Linked DNA regions of Mus musculus: regions 2, 3, 4 and 5 are each linked to region 1. The links are chromatin contacts, called in public Hi-C, HiChIP or PLAC-seq and promoter capture Hi-C maps. All regions are on one chromosome and are shown on one strand. Each heading gives the region's core, a stretch centred on a gene start, on an enhancer-like site or on the middle of the called end of the contact. The rest is flanking DNA. Distances are from core to core; before and after follow the strand shown. Region 1 holds the start of Ube2t (ubiquitin-conjugating enzyme E2T). Region 2 holds the start of Camsap2 (calmodulin regulated spectrin-associated protein family, member 2). Region 3 holds the start of Lax1 (lymphocyte transmembrane adaptor 1). Region 4 holds the start of Ddx59 (DEAD box helicase 59). Region 5 holds the start of Zc3h11a (zinc finger CCCH type containing 11A).

Region 1 (2,700 bases), core at 140-2,639:
AGACTGAAAAGCACGTCAGACTGTTGCATGACTATCGTTCAGAAGTCTGTAAGTTTGCAGAATTCACTATCTACCCTCTGGCTCAGTCCTACAACTAAATTGGGGAAGCCCAGAGCAGAGTCAGTCAGAGTCCTAATGAGTCTGAGGGTCTCCAGAAGACAAAACACACCATAAAAACCTCCATGAGGAACCAGCTGTAGCTTAACATCAGTTTGGACTAAATGCAGACATCACCGCGGTAGCCAAAATTATATTAGCTTCGAAGTTCAGAAAGACCGACTGCTAGGTCTATGCTATGGAGCTGTACAAAAAGCTAGGAGCAGTGAAAGAGAAAGGTGATTCCTTGATTGATTTCTGGTCCCACCCCCAGGGTTCCCAGAGTTGAAACCAATTCCAGTTCTGCTGAGTCTCAGGTCTTAAGCTTTCCTTTCTCTCCCAAGGACTACCCACTTTTGGCACTCGCAGCTGTGCCCTCAAAGCTGACTTGGCTATAATCATGCACTTGGTTGCTTAGAAAATACCTTTCTAGAGGTGGAAGAGCGCTTGAAAGTCATTTATTCCGTGGTTGGTGTGTGACTCAAAGGGATCAAAGGCTGGCACAGTATGTAGGAAGAGCGGGCTTGTTTTCAGGGAGAGGGAGGGGGAAATCCTTAACTTCCTCACAGTGCAGAGGATCTCTTGCGTTAACCCCTAACAGGTTGAAGCTTCCATATGAACATTTCCAGTGGTGGAGAAATTTACTCCATCCACTTTACTCTTCAGAGTCCTGATGGAATGCTTTGTTCACCAGAATTATAAATTAAAAAAAAAAATCTTTTTTCATCTGGAGGAAATCTATGTACCCAAGGCTGGTCTCAAATTCTCACCTTTTTATTTCAACATGCCTGCGCGACCGTGCTCGGCTAACTTGTATCTTTAGACTACTGATCTTAAATGAAGTTGTAAAGTTTCCCCTGTCATTGCTTAAAGCCTGGGTGACCTGGTAGCCATTGGGAAGCTGCGTAGGAGTGCCAGGAGTCTCAGGCTAGCCTGAGCTACATAGCAAATTCCAAGCTAAGCAAGGGTTGCATCGCGAGACCCCGTTCCACAGAACCACAACAAAGATATAAAGGCAGCTACTCAGCAGTCACTTCTCCAGATTAAGCGTGTCCAGTTGCCTTTTTTTTTTCCTCTCCTGTAGATGACTTCCCAGCCTTCCCAGCTCACAGTCGATTTACAAACAAGACCACAGCGGGAACTGAGAATTCCGGATACGCGTGCGCGCGCCAATTTGAGCGGTGCGTGAGCGGACGCAAGCTCTGAGCGGTGGCCAATAGGCGGGCGCGCGCCTCCCCCAGGTTTGCTGCGGACCAATCACAGTCCTCTCCTGGAAGGGGGTGGAGTCATTCCAACGGTCTCCGCGGTTCCGCGTGAGCACAGCAGAGGCGCGCCGCGGTAAGTGGGGCTGCTGACGGGTGCTGCGAGTGCCACCTGAGGGAACGAGCCCGAGGTCACGGAGAGTCTGGGGAAGGAGTCCCGTTTCTACCCGAGCGGCCCTGGGAGGAACACGGCGGGGAGAGCGAACCGCCCTGGGCGCGCCAAGGCTACCTCCAGCATCTGCCACCTACCCAGGTTCTGTGCATTGATTATTTATTTACCTCAGGCCTGGGACACAAAGAATTTTACGAAGAGTCAGTGCAGTTGTAAAAAGCTTACGTTTGCGGGGAGTGGTTACTGGAAAAGAGGCTAACAACGCCGGTTTAAAAAAAATTAAAAGGAAAATATCTTTTGAAGCCGTAGTGTAAGGAACTCTGTTATGGTTGTTTGGTTGAGGGTTTCGTTTTGTTTGTGAGACAGGTGTCGCTGTAGCCCAGGCTGACCTGGAACTGACTTCTACCTAGGCGCCTCCAGTGTCTATGCCCCCAAGCCCCGGCTCTGTGAAAACCCTTTATATTCATAAAATACATGATAACACATGGCTTTTATACCAAAGGACTTTTTAATTTTTTATTTACTTTTCTTGTATATGAGTGTTTGTCTGCATGTATGTATACACACCACGGGTATGCCTGGTGCCCTCGGAGGCACAGGACGGTGTTAGTTATGAGATGTCAGATGGATGTTGGGAATTGAATCTGGGTCCTCTGGAAGAGCTGCCAGTGCTCTTAACAGCTAAGCCATCTCTCACCCGAGAAGACTTTGTATATACCAATTGTTATCATAGTCTCATGGCTTCTTTGAGAGAAACTGCCTTTTTCCCCCTCGTTCTAATTTGATTAGCATGCCTTTCCACTATGTTCTTATTTTATATAAAGATACAGTTTACAGTTGTAGGTAGTTTTATTGTAATTGATTGCCCAAAGACAACTTTGAGGAGAGCGTTCTCTCCTACTGTGGATTGCTGGGATTGAATCAAGTTGTCAGGCCTGTGCAGCAAGGGCTTTAACCCGCTGAACTGTTTTTCTAGTCCCCTGTATTTACAAGAGTTTTGTTTCGTTTTACTGAAAATAGTCCTTCAGATTTCTGTATAAAATAGCAATGCTTTGGCTGAACAAGTCATGGGGAGAAAGTCAGTAAGCAGCAGCCCTCTGTGGCCTCTGCATCAGCTCCTGCCTCCAGGTTCCTGTCCTGTTTAAGTTCCTGGCCTGCCTTCTTCCTTCAGCAGTATACTGTGATGTAGAAGTGTAAGCCAAATACTGCCCCCCCACCCAACACACACAA
Region 2 (2,700 bases), core at 36-2,535, 1.4 Mb after region 1:
AGGAGTAAGGAACGCCTACAAAAGATACTGCACTTCAACACTGACCACCTTTCATCCTACATAGCCTGACTAGCAACCACCATTACAAATGTCAAGATCAATATAGTACCCCACCTTCTTCCAGTAATAAGCTCAGATTTCTTGGTATGGTAACCACAATTATGACCGAAAGGGAAACGTATGCAAGATAATAAGGAAAACACCACACATTAGAGCCATTTTGGGAAAACACGATAATTTGCTCGCGGAATTTAGACACACGCTATTCAATAAAAGGAACCCGGTCAACCCCTCCCGCGTCAGTCAAGGGCACCTCATTTAAGACCAAACCTGCCTTCTTTCTTTCTCCTAGAGCTCGTCTCCCGTCATCTCCCTAAACCTGTACCGGAAGATACACATGGGGGAGGGGGCTGGAATCAGGAACAAAAACTGGGATGTGGACAGCATCGGGAGGAAGAGGAAAGGGACGACACCACTTACCTGTCCCAAAGGCTTTGGCCACCAGCCAGGCCAGATTGCAGGCGATTTTGGCCCTGGAGAAGTCATAGTGGTCAAAGGGTTTGATGGCTGGAACAATGAACGTCCTTCTCATCTCCCGCGGGTCTGCAGCATCCCCCATCTTTCACGGCGGCTGGTTGGGATGGAGGGACGACGGCCTTCACATGGTGTGGCGGAGAGAGGAGTTCAGATCGTCCGCGCCGGTCGCGGCCCTCCCGGGCGCCGGGCACGGAAAAGCTCAGCTGTGCTCGTCGCGAGTCCGCCGCCCGCGGGAGCCGCCGCGGCCCCGGGCATAGACGTGAGGCGGCACCCGGCCGCGCTCGCTCCGGCCCGGGTCTGCCCCTCCGCCTCCCCTTTGTCTCCGTTTAGTCACACGGGCTCGCAGGAGGGTGGCGGCTGAGAGGGCCCGGAATGCTCGGGCGGGGGCAGCCTGGACGATCACGTCGCGGACAGTGTCCCCGCCATGGCGGAGCGCGCACGCCCCGCCTCACTCACGGCCGCCCCTCGGGCCGCGGGACCCGCCGCGGAAAACGTCAGAATCGCTGCAGCGCGCGAGCCGCCCGCGGCCCGGCGCTTCTCCGGCGCTCCGATCGCCGCCGCCCGCCTCCTCGGCGCAGCTCAGGGCCAAGGCAGCGGCCTGGGGGAGGCCGCAAATCAAATCACGGGCCCTCGGCTCCTGCCTTATCGGGCTTGTCCTCGTATTTTCCGCTACCCCTCCCGTGGCCGGACGCCTCGCTCCCCTTCAGCCGCCGCCGCCGCCGTCGCTGCGGTTTTCCGGCTGCGGCACTGGATGGAAAGAGCAGATGGGAACACTGAGCATGCGCCTGGCGCGCCCGGCCCCGCCCCCGCCGCTGTCTTGCGCCGCCATGCGCACTGAGCATGCCCAGCCTCGCTGCCGCCCGCGATGGGCTCCGCGCCCCTATCCATTAATCAGCACAGTGCCCGCTGGATTGGACGTTCTGTACATCCGCAGCTTTGGGCTGCTGCCGCCGACACTGCTGGACGAGGGAAGGAAAGAAAGGGAGAGGAGAGGCTTTTCTCCTCCCGCTACACGTGGTTCAGCCAAGAGAATTGATATTTGTTTCAAATGCTGCTTATGTCACACGCGTATTGCTGAGAATTTGCCTTGCACACCCATTTAATCCTTGCAGTAACCCTGAGAGAGGTGATACAGCTGGTTGACCACGAAATTATGGAGGGATGCAGTAACTTAAGTCACCCATGGGGTTTAACCAGGGTTGAAGGTCAGGTTTAAACTCTCCAAAGCTGTATACATTTCACGTCATGACGTTTTAACTTGATACTCCCCACTTAAGTTTTCTAAGTGAAGGATCCGGTTTTTTGGTACCTTCTGTTTCCTCGTAGAAAGAAACATAAACCCTTCCACAAAGAACATCCACAATTATGATTTGTCGCAGTTCGTCTTGCCAGAACTCTCTCCGTTCCCCCACATGGGTATGCTTTCTCAGAGCTGTGCGCTGCCTGTCTCTGTGGTCTCTGTCCACAGTAGTCACTCCCTCCAGAAAGCCTTCCCTGATACTGCCAACTTCCCGTGCAGAACTGATTCCAGAGCAATGTATGTCCTTTATGTCATAACTTGTCACACTGCATTCCAACCACCAACTGTCTTTAGCTTTCAAGCTGACTTGCCTTGTCTCTGACACCTATATGATGCTAAACCTCACAGTAGTTGCTCTATCAATGTCTAGGGTCAAAGGGAGAATGTTACTGTAGTTAACACCGAGTTTGGTTAACTTTCTAATTCCCCACTTCTTGTTTTAACACATCTGATTTTAATTTATGTAATCCTGGGTGGTTTTCATTTTACAGATGAGAGAGCTAAGAGTCAGAAAAGCCTCTTAAATTGCAGATATAGTAAAGGCATAGTCACAGTCTGAACCCAGAACTATCTTACTTTGTACGACTAGGGCCTCCCTATTATCATCAGCCGTTAAGATGGGAGACATATGAAACATGAGGGGAGGCGTTTTGATCCCTACTATCGAAAAGGGCAGCTCCAGGAGCAAGCCCCTCCCTTTTGATTTCTGTTTAATCCCCAGAAACACTCCTCCTTGAACCCAATAAGGCATTACAGATAAGCCCCACTAACAATGCCAAGCAGGAAAAAAGGCACTAGAAATAATATGCCATTGGGTGATTGGCATATTTTTTTAGTAATTCAATTAATATTAATAGGGTTTT
Region 3 (2,700 bases), core at 79-2,578, 1.3 Mb before region 1:
AGATCAGGGGACCCTGGGGCTCACTTTCCCAAAGCACTCACCCCTGCAGGCTGCCAAGAGTCCCCTGCCGAGTGCTGGGCTCTGAGTTCCTTCTTGTGACCTCTGGAGGGGCCGGGGTGCTGTACATCACTGGACCTCTGAGGGGCTTTGCAGCTTCTAAGCCTTTTCAGTGTCGTGACTGACTAGCCAGTATGGCTTCCACTTTTCTTAGCTCTTTCTAAGTTGCTGATTCATAGAGGGGAAAAAGGGTAAACTGGTATGCATTTTGCATATAATCACCTTTTAAAAAAAAAGTAGATAATAGAATGACAGAAAATTCTCCAAATCCCTATGTATTCCAAATTGTATCATTTTGTACTATTGAAATTTCTTATTTAAGTACCCAAGATGATATATATATATATACATATATATATATGTATATATATATATACACATATATACACATACATATACATATACATATACATATACATATACATATACATATACATATACATATACATATACATATACATATATGGGGGGTGTAGGATCTTGAACTCTGATCCTCTGCCTCTGCTCCCTCAGCACTGGGATTTCCAGGTGTGCACCACCGCACTCATGAAGGTGGTTCTGGAGCTGGAACCCCAGGGCTTCGAGTACCTCATGCAATGCAGCCACCTCCCAGTCATTCTTCCTAGATCATATTCACCAAGGTTCTCACATACAAAACTGGTTTTTAGTTTTTGTTTCTTTCTGAAGCTTTTAATCTTCTGTTCTAGAATGTTCTCCCAACAAACTGCCTTCTTTGGGCTGGTGCGATGGCTCTGCAGGTAAAGGTACTTACTGCCAGTTTAATGACCCAAGTTTACCCTCTGCATGCATAGTGGAAGGCAAGAACCGGTTCCTACAAATTATCTTCTGATCTTCCGAGACACACACACACACACACACACACACACACACACACACACACACAGAACGGCTGTACCACCACTACTACTACTAACAGCAACAACAATAGTAATAAGACCCAAACCTCCCTACCTTCACCTGAAATTCCAGGCTGAGTTGGTAGAAGGTTCATCAGAGTTGGTCTACTGGAGGTGGCCACAATGCCCACTGCAGGAGCCGTGCTCTTTCTCACCCAGCTGTCTGTGCTCCCAGTGTGAAGCAGTAGGGCCACTCTCTAGTTTCTGCCAGTTGATGGAAACATGAGGGGCCTGTGGGGGAGTAGGGAGGCGACTGTCAAGAGGCCCAGCGTTTTCGTGAGAAAATCTTCTTCCTCCAACCCCCAGGGCAGTGTGAAAACAGCAAACCACTCTGGCAGAATGGAAAGTCGCTGACAGGAAGCACCCTCCACCGGTGTGCTAATAAGGCCAGGGCACAGGAAATGCTCCGCTCAACCCAGACAGCAGGAAACCCACCTTCAGCCCTCCTGTTCCCCACAGGCACTCTGGCATCTGGGGCCCATGTGGTTGAAGAGTCAGAGACATGACTATTCACCCTGTTTTTCTGAGTGTTAAAAACCTCTAGGGTCAAAATTCGAAGGTTCAAGACAATGTGCTTGCGTAGCTATTGTCATTGGTTATCTTTACTTATTTATGCTTTTCACATCTATTTACTGTGTCTGCACACATGCCGTGCCACATGAGTGGGGGTCAGAGAACACTGGAGGGAGTGTGTTCTTTCCTACTTACTGTGTTGGTCTCAAGAGTCAAACTAGGGTGTTGGACAGAGGCAAGTGTTTGTATCCAATGAACCATCTTGCACACTATGTTTTTTTTGTTTTTTGTTTTTGTGAGGCAGATCTCCCTTCAGAGGTCAAGTTGACTGAACTCATAGTAGCTTCTTGTCTTAATGTCCCTGGTGATGTGCTTACAGGTGTGAATCAGGCTCAGGGCTCAGAATGGTTCTTACCCCTGCTCCCAACCCAAGACAGGGTTTCTCTACACATCCATGGCTTTTCTTTCTTTCTTTCTTTCTTTCTTTCTTTCTTTCTTTCTTTCTTTCTTTCTTTCTTTCTTTCTTTCTTTCTTTCTTTCTTTCTTCCTCCCTCCCTCCCTCCCTCCCTTCCTCCCTCCCTCCCTCCCTCCCTCCCTCCCTCCCCCCCCCTCTCTTTTTGGTTTTTCGAGACAGGGTTTCTCTGTATAGCCCTGGCTGGCCTGGAACATACTTTGTAGACCAGGCTGGCCTCGAACTCAGAAACCCGACTGCCTCTACCTCCTGAGTGCTGGGATTAAAGGCGTGTGCCACCACTGCCCTGTTCTGTATTTCACTACACAGGCCAGGCTGGCTGACCTCAAACTCTCAGAGGTCCTCCAGCCTCTGTCTCCTAAGGGCTGGGATTGAAAAAGTGTACCACCAATGCTGGCCTTAGAATGGTTCTTAGCAGATCTCAAAAGAGCTAGAATTAGTTGTTTAGAGAGCTGTACAGAGCTGGCACCCGCTTGTGGTTCCGTGGGTGGACTGGCTTCATAAATAGATCTTCTGCAGGTGATAATGCCAGAGGTGAGCTGAGTTTCATACTCTCAGAGCCTCTGTTCCGGTATCATAGTGGGAATGGAACCGAGCCCGGGTTACAGGGCCGTTGGCCACTGTTTCTTCCTCAGGGCTTCTGGTGAGGGGCTATCTGTTGCTGGCCTGGCTCTGCTGCAGCCAGTCCCAGTCCTGGGTAACCTCTCATTTCAGGTACTGCTGGGTTTCTCGCCAGCATTT
Region 4 (2,735 bases), core at 42-2,541, 1.5 Mb after region 1:
TCTGGTACATAATGAGTCTAACGCCAGACATGAGACCCTTTCTTAGAAGACCAAAATAAGAAAAAATAATAAAGTTATGAATATACATTAAGTTCAAAAGTATTTATTTATATTGGGAATAGGCAAATTACATGTCAGCAAACTCAGGTAAGAGTGCAAGTTTATAACCTTCAAACTCAGAAAAATGCACACATTTACTGTATGTCCTATAGACAAAGGATGTAACGTGATCCCATATTCACATGTGTTATGAAACTAAGTACAGTCTTGACAGGAACAGTATCCCATTTATCTGACCAGTAAAGTTAATTTCTATAGTACATTTCAGTGAATCATAGAAAAAAAAGTTAATAGAGGAAATACTGGGGCTGGAGAGGTGGCTCAGCGGTTAGGAGCACTGACTGCTCTTCCAGAGGTCCTGAGTCCAAATCCCAGCAACCACATGGTGTCTCACAACCATCTGTAATGAGATCTGACGCCCTCTTCTGGTGTGTCTGAAGACTGCTACAGTGCACTCATATAAATAAAATAAATCTTTTTTTTAAAGCAAATACTGGAAGGCTACACATACATAAATATATATGGTATGCATTATTTTTATAACGCTCAAAAGGTAAACAAAACATTGTCAGCCAAATGTATCTACCAAAAATGGCAAGCTGAACACACACCCACACACCATAACGAAGCAAGTAGAATCCGATACAGAAATGCTTTAGCGTTTATTAATTTACTAATGCCAACATAAAAGTCAGAGTTTTGTTTTATTAGTATTTTCACACTTAACGTAGCTGGTAAATTAATTTTGTATGCATCAAATATTGGGTCGAAATGTATCTTTCAAAAAAAAATAACACCCAAAACCTCACCTCTATTTCCCTGCTTCTCCTGTCCAACTTCCTCCCCACCCCAACAGAAGTGCAAGTCCTGGGACCTGTCAGGCTGTTCCAGAAGTTGGCAAAGTGAAGGCCACCCGTTGGAACTAGGGAGACTTTGAAGGTTGGTTTTAGTTTTGGTTTACACAGCGCGGGGCGGAGTGCTGCATCTATGAATATTTGGCATATTAACTACGCCATATCAAGTTGCTCGGATTCTCGAGTTATTCTCAGTATCTGACAGGAGGTTTTCCTGGCCCACTCAAACTTCCCACTTTCTAAGCGTGGAGGGCCCCGCCCTTCCTGGCAATCCTTTCTCACCAGCCTACTCCATGCTAGAGCCTTCCAAAAGGATTCCCACATCTGCCCGCTACCCTGTGCACCGCCCTCCGCAGCGCGTCACCGCGAGGGCGTGGCCAGATGAAGCTCCGCCTCCCGCTGTGCGCAGGCGCGGGGCCCTCAAACCCTGGCTGGGATTGCGGAGCTTCCCGGCTACTCGGCCGGAAACTCGGCCCTGCGCCTGGACCGGAGCGGCCCGAGCGGGAACGGACGCGGCCCGGTCCGCGCGGGTGAGCGTGCGCCGCCCTGGCAGCTCGGGCCTCGGGCCTCCGGCTCCCGCTCCTGTGCTCCGGCGTAACCTGCGTGCTGGACGGCGGCTGCGGACTAAGTCACGCCGCTCGCCGGGGTCCTCGTGACGTGCGCGTGCCTGGAGCGCGGGCCCGCGGGCGGGTGGGGAGGGCGGGAATGCGCGGGATGCGGGCGTTGCCTGGAGCCGGAGGAGGAGGTTGTCGGCTCTGCCGCCCCGAGCGCCCCACCCATTCCCGCTCCTCAGAAGCTTCAGGCGGTTTGGGTGCCATGTTTTTTGTTGGTTTTTTTTTTTTTTAATAGAAAATGGGTACTAGCGATTTCTTAAGTTTTGTTTTGTTTTTGAGAAAATTAAGTTTATTTCATGGTCCCAAAATGTTAAACATTCTTTCCCCAATCACTAATTTGTTCTCCAGAGCAGGAATACTTGGTTTCTAACACTTAGGAATTGTTATTTGAATAAATAAACTTAATTCCTAGGTGGCTGGAGTTTTCATCTGCTTCTGTGTGTGTGTATATATCAGTGTTTTTCTTTGGAATGTGGAACTCAGACTCTCACTTGCTAGCAAAGCACTCTACCACTGAAGTACATTCCCAATCATTCAATATACATGTATCGATTATGCTACCTGATATGTATATCATGTAAATATATACATATATGAACTTAGGGTTGCAGTGACCTACTTTCCCAGGTTGTGAAGATTAGCAAAAAACGACGGAGAATGAGCACTCTTATGTATATAAATATAATTGCATTTTCCCCTTTTGAACTGTTGTTTTGATTTTTTTAAGATTCTTAATTGTGAAGTATCTTCTTGTGTGAAAATGCAATTGAAGGATATGCTGTAGAATTTCTATAATACCTGCTCCATAATAGTACAAGTGATGGGTCAACAGAAACAGGTGGCGTGCACAGCAAGGTTGTGGGGAACCGTAGGCAGTGTTTCATAGGGCAGTGTCTGAGGAAAAAGACTGTATCCCTTCCCCCAGAGGAAATTGATAAGTGGAAGTTGGCTTAAGTAGGGACATGACGGCTTCACTATTGCCCTGAGTAAAATTCTCTGACACAACATCGTATGGGCTAACATGGGAGCTTAATTGAGGGTAAAATATATCTCATGGTGCAATTTCCTCAACAGAATGTTGAAGAATGTTTGTTCCAAGATCTTTGAAAATCAAGAGGAGTTCTAATGATGACCTCAAAAGCGGTGAAGCTAAAAAAAGCAAGCCAGAAGCAGGAGGCCTTCAGGTGGAGGGAGACAGAGATACTCC
Region 5 (2,700 bases), core at 164-2,663, 1.3 Mb before region 1:
TTCAGTTCTTAAAATATGTACTTTTAGTGAATCCACACGACAACAACACTGGCTTTCCCTTAACTTCGGGAATATTTTCAGGAAATTTCACTTAAGCTTAGTGCACCACTCAACAGTCATCATTTAAGACTGACTTGCCAATACAACCTAAAAAGTCAATTCCGGCCAGCTAAATCAGATTCCACATACTAGGCATTAGCAGTAAGCGCTAGCTGTGCCCTTTCTGTTCTGATATTTTGAAAACTATAGGTGGCTGAAGAAAAATTAACTGGAAATAAAATTTCAAAACAAGGTAACAAGCTATATTCTTCATTTACGGTTTCTATCAAGAGTTCATATTTTTAGACTGAAGCAACATTACATACAACCTGTAAATAACTCATAAATTGACATTCTATGAGCAGCCAAACTAAAATAAGCTTTAAACCACTTCCATTCCTTTTCCGTGGGCCCCCTCCCCTCCCCTCAATACCAACACGTTTACCCTACGAAAGCATGGCTACCACTAGCTGCACAGCCGCCTTCTCTGGGTTCAGAACCAAAGCCTGGTAGATGTCAACAAAACGAGCCTTCCCCATGGGGATCCGCACCGATTATGGGCGTCTAAGGGGTGTTCTTCGTACGATCTCACCAATCCTACAAGAACGAAGAGTCCCTGTAGCTCTTGACTTCGAGGATGAAGGCTTGGGCGGGAGAGTAATCAGGGTAGGGAATGGGAATAGGATACCAGAATTCGACTCTGTATGTGGAATATTAGAAAACCTCCAAAGTAGTGGGACCCTAGAGAGGAAGGCGAGGAGGTAAAGTCGGGTCCAGGCACTTGATCTGATCTCGGGAGGGAGGGCCAGCTAACTAAAGAAACTGATTCCCGGAAGAGAGCAACCTAGTGTCAGTTCCCCCTCCGGGGGTCCGAAACAGTCGCTTTTCCGGGGCTACCCGGGAATCCCGGTTCGGGAACACCGGATGTGGGGGGAGGGGGAAGAGGTTGGTAAGTAAGGGAGCAGGCGCCGTGGGGGTGGGGCGGAGCGGGTGGGGGCAGGGAGGGTGGGAAAGTGAGCTGAAGTCTGCCTAGGAGCCCAGCAGGCCGGGGCCGCCGGCGGGAGTCCGGGTAGCTGCCGTGCTGATGGGCCCGGTTCAGACTTCCCGGGCTAGGCCGAAAGTCGGGCGAGGGGAGGCCGCTGCCACTCCCCTCGCCCTCTTCTCCCTCCCAGGCCCCAAGTCACCCGGGAATCAAAAAATGGGTCTAGTTACCAGAGAACAGAAACTTTACCGAACCGATGACAATGTCTCCGACTCCCGCGTGCTGCCACGTCTTTCTCTTTTCTTAGCTGCGGTCGCCCGCCGTCCTCACAGCAGCCGAACAAGCAGAAACCCAGGACTGCCAGCGTCAAAGATGGCGCCCGGCTACAGGCTCGCCTTTAAGGCTGGGCCAGTGAAAGTGCCAGCACGACGCAAAGCGCAGGCATTCTGGGAGTTGTAGTTTCCTCTATGAGGCCAGCCTTAAAATGGCTTCTTGGGTCATAGGGTCACGTGTCACGGAGGCACGGGGACCGGAATTTCTTTCTGTGGACCCGGATGCCTATCAGAAAATTATTCTTCACGAAAGTTTTGTTTTGTTGTAAAATCAAGGAGAGAAGCAAGAAACCTGTCTACCAGATACCAAACATTCAATTTATGTTAACCAGAGTGTGTATAATGAGCCTTCCAAACCTGATAGACATTTAATTAAAAATTAGCTCCGAACTAACTGACCTGTTGTGGCAGCACTTAAGAAGCAGAGGCAAGCAAGTCTCTGTGAGTTTGAGAACACCCAGATCTATATAGTGAGTTCCAAAACAGCCAGGACTATTTAGAGAGTCCTGTATCACAAAACAAAACAAAAACAAAAACAAAAACAAAAACAAAAACTACTTTTCTCTTGCAAAGTTGAAGGACTTCCATAGCAGAAGTTCTGCTCTGGATGCTTTCCTTTACTTAATCACATTTATCTGTTTGTTTGTTTTGGCTTTTGAGACAGATATACTATGAACTCCTAACCTGGAACTTGCTCTGTAGACCAGGCTAGCCTCCAATCTTTAGCAATTCTTCCTCTCCTTGAGTGCTAGTGCCACAGGCATCTGCTACCATGCCTGGCTAGTTTTGTCTGTCTTTCTTTCTTTCTTTCTTTCTTCCTTTCTTTCTTTCTTTCTTTCTTTCTTTCTTTCTTTCTTTCTCTCCTTCCTTCCTTCTTTCTTTCTCTCCTTCCTTCTTTCTTTCTTTTTTTCTTTCTTTCTTTTTTAAGGTTTATTTATTTTATATGAGTACACTGAAGCTGTCTTCAGACACACCAGAAGAGGGCATCAGATCCTATTACAGATGGTTGTGAGCCACCATGTGGTTGCTGGGAATTGAACTCAGGACCTCTGGAAGAGCAGTCAGTGCTCTTAACCACTGAGCCTTCTCTCCAGCCCATTTGTTTGTTTTCTTAAAACAACGTGTGTTAGAAAAATAATCCATGTTTGATAAGAAAGTTACAAGATCGTGCAGTATGTAAAGCACTTTCCATGTATGCCTCAATTCCATCCCCAAAACCCATAAAGTTGTCCTCTGACATTTAAAAGTATACTGTGACAGGAACACCCATCAGACAACAATCTTTTTTTTGTTTTGTTTTTGTTTTTGTTTTCTTCAAGACAGGGTTTCTCTGTGTGGCCCTGGCTG

The links. Promoter capture Hi-C pulls out the DNA fragments that hold promoters and counts their contacts. A called contact is a pair of places that touch in the nucleus more often than the background predicts. HiChIP or PLAC-seq counts read pairs in DNA pulled down with a chosen protein or histone mark.
Region 2: a contact with region 1 is called in a Hi-C map of B cells, with 6 read pairs. The contact joins the promoter of Camsap2 here to the promoter of Ube2t in region 1. A contact is called at or near these places in 1 of 39 promoter capture datasets (liver) and 1 of 484 Hi-C or Micro-C datasets (B cells).
Region 3: an H3K27ac HiChIP or PLAC-seq map of extraembryonic endoderm stem cells shows a contact between it and region 1, with 6 times the contacts expected there. The contact joins the promoter of Lax1 here to the promoter of Ube2t in region 1. A contact is called at or near these places in 1 of 39 promoter capture datasets (pre-B cells) and 1 of 115 datasets of contacts at active chromatin or transcription factors (extraembryonic endoderm stem cells).
Region 4: a contact with region 1 is called in a promoter capture Hi-C map of pre-B cells, with 7 times the contacts expected there. The contact joins the promoter of Ddx59 here to the promoter of Ube2t in region 1. A contact is called at or near these places in 2 of 39 promoter capture datasets (liver and pre-B cells).
Region 5: a contact with region 1 is called in a promoter capture Hi-C map of liver, with 3 times the contacts expected there. The contact joins the promoter of Zc3h11a here to the promoter of Ube2t in region 1. A contact is called at or near these places in 4 of 39 promoter capture datasets (liver, neutrophils and pre-B cells) and 2 of 115 datasets of contacts at active chromatin or transcription factors (astrocytes and embryonic stem cells).

Annotation. Positions count from the first base shown.
Region 1 is chr1:134,961,176-134,963,875 of GRCm38.p6, forward strand. Ube2t (ubiquitin-conjugating enzyme E2T) reads left to right here and starts at 1,390. Exons shown (of 7, transcript NM_026024.3): 1 at 1,390-1,611.
Region 2 is chr1:136,344,819-136,347,518 of GRCm38.p6, forward strand. It overlaps Camsap2 (calmodulin regulated spectrin-associated protein family, member 2), which reads right to left and starts at 1,286. Exons shown (of 18, transcript NM_001347109.1): 1 at 481-1,286. The coding sequence starts at 619.
Region 3 is chr1:133,688,780-133,691,479 of GRCm38.p6, forward strand. It overlaps Lax1 (lymphocyte transmembrane adaptor 1), which reads right to left and starts at 1,329. Exons shown (of 6, transcript NM_001159649.1): 1 at 1,030-1,329; 2 at 42-225. The coding sequence starts at 127.
Region 4 is chr1:136,413,980-136,416,714 of GRCm38.p6, forward strand. Ddx59 (DEAD box helicase 59) reads left to right here and starts at 1,292. Exons shown (of 8, transcript NM_026500.3): 1 at 1,292-1,444; 2 at 2,603-2,735. The coding sequence starts at 2,614. 9230116N13Rik (RIKEN cDNA 9230116N13 gene) reads right to left here and starts at 1,540. Exons shown (of 3, transcript NR_024328.1): 1 at 870-1,540.
Region 5 is chr1:133,659,986-133,662,685 of GRCm38.p6, forward strand. Zc3h11a (zinc finger CCCH type containing 11A) reads right to left here and starts at 1,414. Exons shown (of 18, transcript NM_001276767.1): 1 at 1,252-1,414. Zbed6 (zinc finger, BED type containing 6) reads right to left here and starts at 900. Exons shown (of 1, transcript NM_001166552.1): 1 at 1-900.